2 separate regions of the Oryctolagus cuniculus genome follow, and region 2 is linked to region 1. A link is a contact called in public Micro-C data. All regions are on one chromosome and are shown on one strand. Each heading gives the region's core, a stretch centred on a gene start, on an enhancer-like site or on the middle of the called end of the contact. The rest is flanking DNA. Distances are from core to core; before and after follow the strand shown. Region 1 holds the start of LOC100338244 (tRNA (guanine(10)-N2)-methyltransferase homolog). Region 2 holds the start of NCOA7 (nuclear receptor coactivator 7).

Region 1 (4,060 bases), core at 1,074-3,573:
TGTGTTCCTAATCTTGATGACAAGGTGCCACCACCATCAGTTTACTCTAGCCAGAAAGCATTTTCCACTTCCTCATTCTACCAAATCTACATCAAGGATTCAGAACCTCAGCACTACCTATGGGGCTGGGTAATTCCATGTGATGGGAGGCTGTCCTGTGCAATGCACATTAACAAAAACCTTGGCCCCTACTTGTTAGGGGACAGTAGCTCCCCTGCTCCCACACGCACACAGTGTGTACCACCAAAAGGATCTCAAAGCATTGCCAGAAGTCCCTGACACCCAGAAGACATAACTGCCTGCAGCTGAAATCACGGACTCATCTCCACTAGCAAGTCCTGCCTATTTCACCACCGAAGTCTCTTACTTTGATCCACCTTTGTCCCTGCTACCACATTCTGATTTCAAGGCATCATCAGGCTGTGTTACTTCAACTGCCTCCTAACAGAACACCCTACGGCCATTCTGGTCCTCCCCAAACCATTCCCCACCAGGGTGGTGGAAGGATACATCAAAGAATAAAACCCTTCAGGCAACTCCTCACCCCAGCACAAAGCACTGTGGGGTTTCCCTTGCTGGTTGGCCAATGTATGTTCCCCTGGATAAAGTTCTCTCCAGCTAGGACATGGTTTCCTCCCCTCCTTATCTGGTCAACTCCTACTTAGAGCTCACTTGCTCTGGAAAGCCTTCCCCAACCCCTCAAATCTGGGTAGCTGCCCCTTCCGCGGGCTCACAAAACACCTAAAATGCACGGGGCCTGGTAATCAACTGTCTCTTCTGTATTCACTCTGCCTTTTAAGATGATAAAAACCTGGGGCCAGTGTTGTGGCATAGCAGATCAAGCTGCTGCCTGCAGCGCTGGCATCCCATGTGGGTGCAGGTTTGAGTCCTGGCTGCTCCACTTCCGATCCAGCTCTCTGCAGGTGCACCTGGGAAAGCAGTGGAAGAAGGCCCAAGTGCTTGGGATCAAACATCCACATGGGAGACCCAGATGAAGCTCCTGGCTCCTGGTTTCGGCCTGGCCCAGCCTGTGGCCATTTGGGGAGTGAACCTGTGGATGGAATCTCTCTCTCTCTCTCTCTCTCTCTCTCTCTCTGCCTAACTCTTTCAAATAAATAAATCTTAACAACCACACACACACACACACACACAAAGATAAAACCTCTATACAAACTGGCCTTTACTGTCTTCTCCAATTGGATCTCCAAAACAAGGTGGTTGATGGAATTCAATCTGTTTCTAAGCAAGGAGGGAAGGCTAACTACAACAGACACTATCTTTGTCGCCGATTCTCCCAGAAGGTTGTTTCTCTAAAGTGGCACCAGTGAGATCAGGTGTGTATCAGGTTATCTGTTTTACAATATCTTGGCAAAGGCTCAGGGCTCAGATTACCACACATCCCAGTGACAACATTTCAGGGGAAATCAGAGGTTGTTAAGCAATGGTTGGACTTGAGACTCAGCTTTCCACAATTGCCATGATTTATTTTCCAGTAGTTTTCAATATCAGTCTTAAAGTGATCCGAATCAAAACTCGCATCTAGAAGGGAGTTAGGGGGAATCCGTGTAATTAACGCACAAGCCACAAAGTGCCATTTTAGGCCAGGTCCCGCTGGCACCACCTCTCCCCTTCTCCTAACTTCAGAGCTCTGGGGGACATGAACCGGCCCCGGGGCGAAGCAAGGGTGGGGGACTCGGGGACACTGGGGCCGTCTGCAGGGCTGGGCAGAGCCCCGGCTCCCCAACCCCAACGCACAAACAGCTCCGCCTCGGGAGCGCCCCAACTCGGGCCTCCCGTGGCCCGGCCGCGCTTCGCCGCCCACCTCACAGTGCAGGAGCTCGGTGTTGGTTTCCTGCTGCCGGGCGATCCGGCAGAACACGCACTTGCTGTCGTAGTCCTCGGCTTCCGAGGACTTGGTGGCGACCGCGGACGTCTCCGTGGAGGACGCCTTAGGTCCTGCAGTGACTGCTGCATCACAGTCGGGACTCGGCTCCATGCGTCAGCTCCCCCACTCCCCGGCTGCCTTCGCGCGGGTCCCTACAGAACAGAGTTTTGGCTTTTCCGGGACCCCTAGGCCCGCGCAGCTGCCGCCTCCCGCACCTACTCGCTTTTATCTCGAGGCGTCGCCCTTCGCCTGGAGGTGGAGCGGGCAGGAAGGTGGGCGCATGCGCTGATCCAGGCCGCCGGTAGAGGAAAGGCGCCTCCGGGAGCCACTAGGTGGCGAGCGAGGACATTACCTGGAGTCGCCCGCCCCCGGCGCCTCGTTGGTAAGGACGCACGACGTCCGCCGAGATGGAGGAGCGCGCCGTGCGTCGGGTGACATCACTGGGGCGCCGAACGTCTGCCGAGTGAAGCCTGGTGGGTATTCTGATCGCCGCTCCTGCGAGTCTCGTCATACGGCAGAGTATCAGAAGAGTACGAGTGTCACCCTTATTTTTCTCAAGTGTTCTTAAAGGTTGATTTTAAACATGCATAGGTTGTAAGAGGACGACCAAAATTTCTAGAGCCTTTTCAGTATAGATCACGTGTGGTGCTACATATTTACCAGCATAAGCTCAAAATGTGTAAACCTGAACCTGACGTCTCGGTTTTCTTTTTGTTGTTGTCGACAGTACTAGCTAAATCTAAATTAGGGCCTAGGAGCAGGTGTTATGCTAAAGGTTAGACGCCTGCGTTATGCTAAAGGTTAGAGTAGCTGGGCACCCCAGCTTCCTGCCCATGCAGACCCTAGGAGTCAGCAAGGATAGCTCAGGTGGTTGGGGCCACTGGGGACATTTTGGGAGTGAATGGGCAGATAGAGTGTGTGTGTGTGTCTCCCTCACTCCCTCTTCTCGTTCTCTCAAAAAAAAAAAAAAAAAAAAAGGTAGCCTTTCATATTCCACCCAGCCAAGTGAATGTGGTGCCCTGTTGACCGTCTCAGATATTCCAGAAATTCACTGCCAATGATTCCTTGTGCCTCACCTTGACTAGTACAATAACTTCCTAAGTTATTTCTTTGTTTTCTTGACATCAACAGAAGACTGGTTGGTAGTGAGAAAGTGCAGAGAAAGGTTTATCTGTCCCCAGAACCCACTAAACTTTTTTGAAAACAGACTTCCTTTTATTTAAGTTTTATTTGAAAGGCACGGAGAAACCAAGATAGATCCTCCATCCACAATAGTTGGGGCTGGGCCAGGCCGCAGCCAGGAGCCTATAAATCAATTCATTTCTCCCATGTGGGTGGCAGGGATGAAATCACTAGAAACCATCACCACTACCCTCCAAGGTGTACATTAGCAGGAGCCTGGACCTGGAAGCACAGTTGAGATTTGAACCCAGGCACTCATATGATGTGGGTGTCCCACTGAACAGTTTAGCTGCTGTAATTTCCCTGAAAACCAAGGAGCGTCTTTCATGTGTTTATTTGTCATTTGTGTGTCTTCTTTCATAAAATGTTCAAACTTTTTGCCCATTTTTTCAAATGTGGATTCTTACTGAATTATGTGTTCCCTAAATATTCTGGAGACATATCCTTTTCTTTTTTTTTTAGATGTGTCTGTTTATTTGAAAGAGTTACGGACAGAGAGGGAGAGACAGGGAGAGAAATTTTCCATCCTCTGGTTCACTCCCCACATGGCCACAATGGCTGGATCTGGGCCAGGCTGAAACCAGGAGCCAGGATCTTCTTCTGGGTCTCCCACTGGGTGGTAGGGACCAAAGTAGTTGGGCAATCCTCTGCTGCTTTCCCAGGCCATCAGCAGGGAGCTGGATTGGAAGTGGAATAGTCGGGACTCAAACTGTCATCCATAAAGGATGCCAGAGGCTCAGACAGCAAGTTTACCCACTACACCACGACACTGGCCCCAAATGCTTCGTATGCCTTACATATGGAATTTTTTAAAATTTTTATATTTTATTTATATAAAGGGAACAAATTTCATATACACGGTTTTGAGAACATGATAGTAAGTGGTTTTCTAAAATACATATTCTAGATCTAAGTCCTTTTGTTCTAGGAGACCACTAATCAGAAGTTCTTGTCTTCATGCAAGAAAAGAATTTCAGACATGGGACAGAGTCC
Region 2 (3,578 bases), core at 633-3,132, 190 kb after region 1:
CATAGCTTTTTCATAATACGCATTTTCCATGAAGTTTTTAAGAATCCCTTCCTACACGCTAGTTCTAAATCGTCTTTAGATGAAGCTTGAAACGCAGAAGGCACTAGATTACAGGAACTGGGGGTTGGAGTTTTTACTGATTCATCTCTCCAAATCTCTAAACCTAAACAGAGTTTACAAATGATCCATTTTCCCAACCTCTAGACCTTACTTCTTAATATAAAATTAAGAATCACGGTCTGAGAAGAGATAATCTTGTCAAAAGCTCTGTTTCACAAAGTTCCTACCTGGAGGAGAAAAAAAATCATTCATCACCAGTTTCTCGAAAACACAAACCCTGCCACCGGGCTGGCGCGGGGCTGAGCACGAGGCGCCTCTGCTGGCTGACCCGGCGCATCCCTGCGGCAGAGCCTGACCCGACACCTGTATCCAACTTCACCGCCAGCACCGCCCTTCTCCGAGCCGCGGGCTCCGAACTGGGCAGCACAACACCACCCCGGCCTCACCCACCTCCTGGACACTCCGACTTCTAGAAGGACTCTTTCAACCTGCCCTAGACTGTTGTCGGGAAAGGTCTGGTCTACCAATTTTATTTGCCATCCAGCTAGCTCTGAAATGAAACACAGCAAGCCACAGCGACTGCTCCCTGTCGCTAACAGAATGCTTCGCCTGTCTACCTGTTCGGGCTAAAAAAGACAAGAAGGAGCCATCTGCTAATCCAGTCGGAAAATCGCAGTGACATTTCCACCTCAGCCGCTGAAATGCCAACGGTCCCCTCTGCCAATCCCCGCATGCCAGCCTGTCCTCCCCACCCCGCACCCCACATGCCCCCAGGGGCTGGCCGGGGAAGGGTCAAGCTCTCCTTCGCCCCCGCCCGGCCTCCTCAGCCCACCAAGAGGTCTGCAGAGTAGCAGGGGGCTGCGCCCCAGCGCCATTAACACACCTCCGAGTGCTCCCCGGAGCGCGGCGGGAGGCAAGTTTGGCCGGTCCGGCCCCGGCCCCTGGCCTCTCCCGGCAGCATCAGCCGCAGGCGGCCGCGAGCTCCGGCCCCGCCCCACCCACCTACCTACAGGGCGGGGGCGCCAGCTCCTGGGTTCGCGGAGAAGGGGGTCAGGCGCACACATTTCTGGGAGCGGTGGCCTCTGCCGCTGGGCGCGGGGGAGCGCATCCTTTAGGGTGGGTGGAAGGAAGGCTTGGGGGTGGACCGTGCGCCGAGGAGGGGCGACGGGAGGAGGCAGGGGCGCGGGGTGCGCGCCCGCGGAGCCCCGGGTCCGCGCTCTGCTGGGCGCAGCCGCTGCCCGGACGCCTCAGGCCTCGCCCCACGCGCGGCGGCCGCTGCGCCCGCGGTCAGCGCATCAGCCACGACGGCTCCCGGCCAGGCCGAAGGCGGGGAGTTGCGGGTGGCGCGACGCGGTGCAAATGCCCGCCTCTAGCTCCGCCCGGTTGGCGGCGCGCTCTGCGCCCCTCCGCGGCGGCGGCGGGGCCCGGGGAGCTCGGCGGCCTGGCGCGGAGGCTCGGGCTGCAGCTGCCGCATGCTCCCTGCCCTCTGGACCTCGGAGCCGGGAGGCCTGCCGCCCGGCCACCCCCGACTGCCGCAGCCTCGGCGGCCTCCGCACAGCCCAGCCCGGGCCGTCGGCTCCGCCCTGGAGAGCTGCGCGCGCGGCCTCTGCAGGCCGCGGCCCTTTGTGACGCCTCCCGAGCGCGTGCCTGCCGCCGGCCGCAGGACCTGCAAAGGTCTGCTTACCTCGCCCCGGGCTGCAGCCCCTATGGCCGGCCTTGGCTCACACCCTTGGGGGGAAGTCGGGCTGTGAGAGCAGACCTGGGGCCCGAGCGTCTCCCCGAGCTCTCGAAGCCCCTGACTCTCCTTGCAGCGCGGGGACCGCTGGCCACAATGAATTCATCCTTCTGTGCCTTCCGGCGAGGCGCTGAGTAAAGGGGCCCACCATCTCCTCCCCCGCCCGTCCCCGTACAACTTCCAGGATGCTGCCAAATTGCAATCTTACAGCAATAGGCATGTAGCCATGGGGCCCTCCCAGCTGCCTCTTGGCAGGGACACCAGAGAACCTGGGGAAGATTTGCATCAGCAGCCGGCCTGTGCCTGTGAGCTTCCCACCCCCACTTGGATGCAGCTCCCTCTGCGGTCCCATGACCAGTGCTGCGTGATGACTAGGAGGACCTGGCCACGGAGTTCAGCCTTACAGTCGTCAACAACAGCAAAACCTCAAGGAAGAGCCTGCAGCTGGCCTGATGACATTGCATTGGTGTGGCCAAAGCCATCCCCACAGACCCAGAGAGGGTGGCGTCCCCTGGGCTGCTGCTGCTGATTATGCTGCGACATCGTCTCTGGCAGGCGGAACAAAGAACTGAACAGCGGTGGCTTTGGGATTTCAGTTGCAGTTATGTTACCCTGGTTAACACATGTGAAATAATCTCCCCATTCTGCCAGGGGTCTAAATGGAGACTTCAGGTTTACATTTTTGGTTTGAATGTGGAGAATGAGGCATATTCCCCCTTTGTATCTGTAGGCATTGTGCTATTTGTAAACCAGTTAGGGTTTAGAAAGGAAACATTTGGTTTCTGAAATATGAAGAGCTGATTTCATTGTAGCAAAAGAACCTGGCTGGAAATCTCCAGAGTCGGAGCTGCTCTCATACTTCTTTGATGAGTGCTCTTATGATTTTGAAATCTAAGGTTAATAAACATCAGGCAAAAGAGAAACTTGTGCCCTGGCAAATCCAAATTGTAATAAGATAGCTGAAGTTGTTTGAGATGAGTTCTTTTAGCACATTGGAGGTTGGGTGGGGGTGGGGGCCCTGCCGGCGCTGAGCTGAGTCAGGAAACATCCACCACGTGACTTGGCTGCTCCCCGAGTCTCTCTGATGGAGAGCCCCACTGTATTTTTTAAAACTGCCTGTTATGCAGTTTATGGTATTTTGTCCAAAATCCTGAATTAGTTGATTATAAAAGTACATATGTGCATATGTGATGTATAAGTAACGGGATAAACCCAGTATCGAGGAAAATTTGACAGTGCTTACTCTACCCAAATTTACAAATTTTGAATGTGGCTTCTACAGAAAATGTCCATTGGGCTCCAATTCTAAAACTGCTTCCCATCCTTCCATTACCAGCAGCCCTCTTCTGTTTTCATGGACCCTATGTCTTGTCAAAAAACAAATTGGGGGTAGGGTTGTGACACAGCCCCATTCATATAGGGGTACCTGAGCTCGCATCCCGGGTGCACTCCGGATTTCACTTCCTGCTAATGCACACCCCTGCGAGGTAACAGGTGACGGCTCAGGTACTTGGTCCCTGATACCCACATAGAATATCTGAGTTGAGCTCTGGGTGCCTGGCTCAGCCATGACTGCTGCAGGTATTTGGGAAATGAATCAGGGAATGCTCTCTGTCTCCCTCCCTGTGTCACTCTGTTTTTCGAGTAATCATTATGTTTTTTAAAAGGATAGATCAACCATGCATCCATTTAGAAAAAAGAAACAAATTACTTTTTGTATTAGAGAAAAAGATAAAACAGTATATTTAACAAGTAGTGACCCTCAGTTATAAAATGTCAGCCT

Evidence for each region. Hi-C and Micro-C count contacts between places; a contact is called where the count stands out from the background.
Region 2: a contact with region 1 is called in a Micro-C map of ear pinna, with 4 times the contacts expected there. The contact joins the promoter of NCOA7 here to the promoter of LOC100338244 in region 1. A contact is called at or near these places in 4 of 6 Hi-C or Micro-C datasets (ear pinna, embryonic fibroblasts, skin fibroblasts and 1 more).

Annotation. Positions count from the first base shown.
Region 1 is chr5:43,819,107-43,823,166 of mOryCun1.1, forward strand. It overlaps LOC100338244 (tRNA (guanine(10)-N2)-methyltransferase homolog), which reads right to left and starts at 2,324. Exons shown (of 16, transcript XM_051854366.2): 1 at 2,238-2,324. It also overlaps the pseudogene LOC100347749.
Region 2 is chr5:44,008,028-44,011,605 of mOryCun1.1, forward strand. It overlaps NCOA7 (nuclear receptor coactivator 7), which reads right to left and starts at 1,883. Exons shown (of 16, transcript XM_070073629.1): 1 at 1,745-1,883.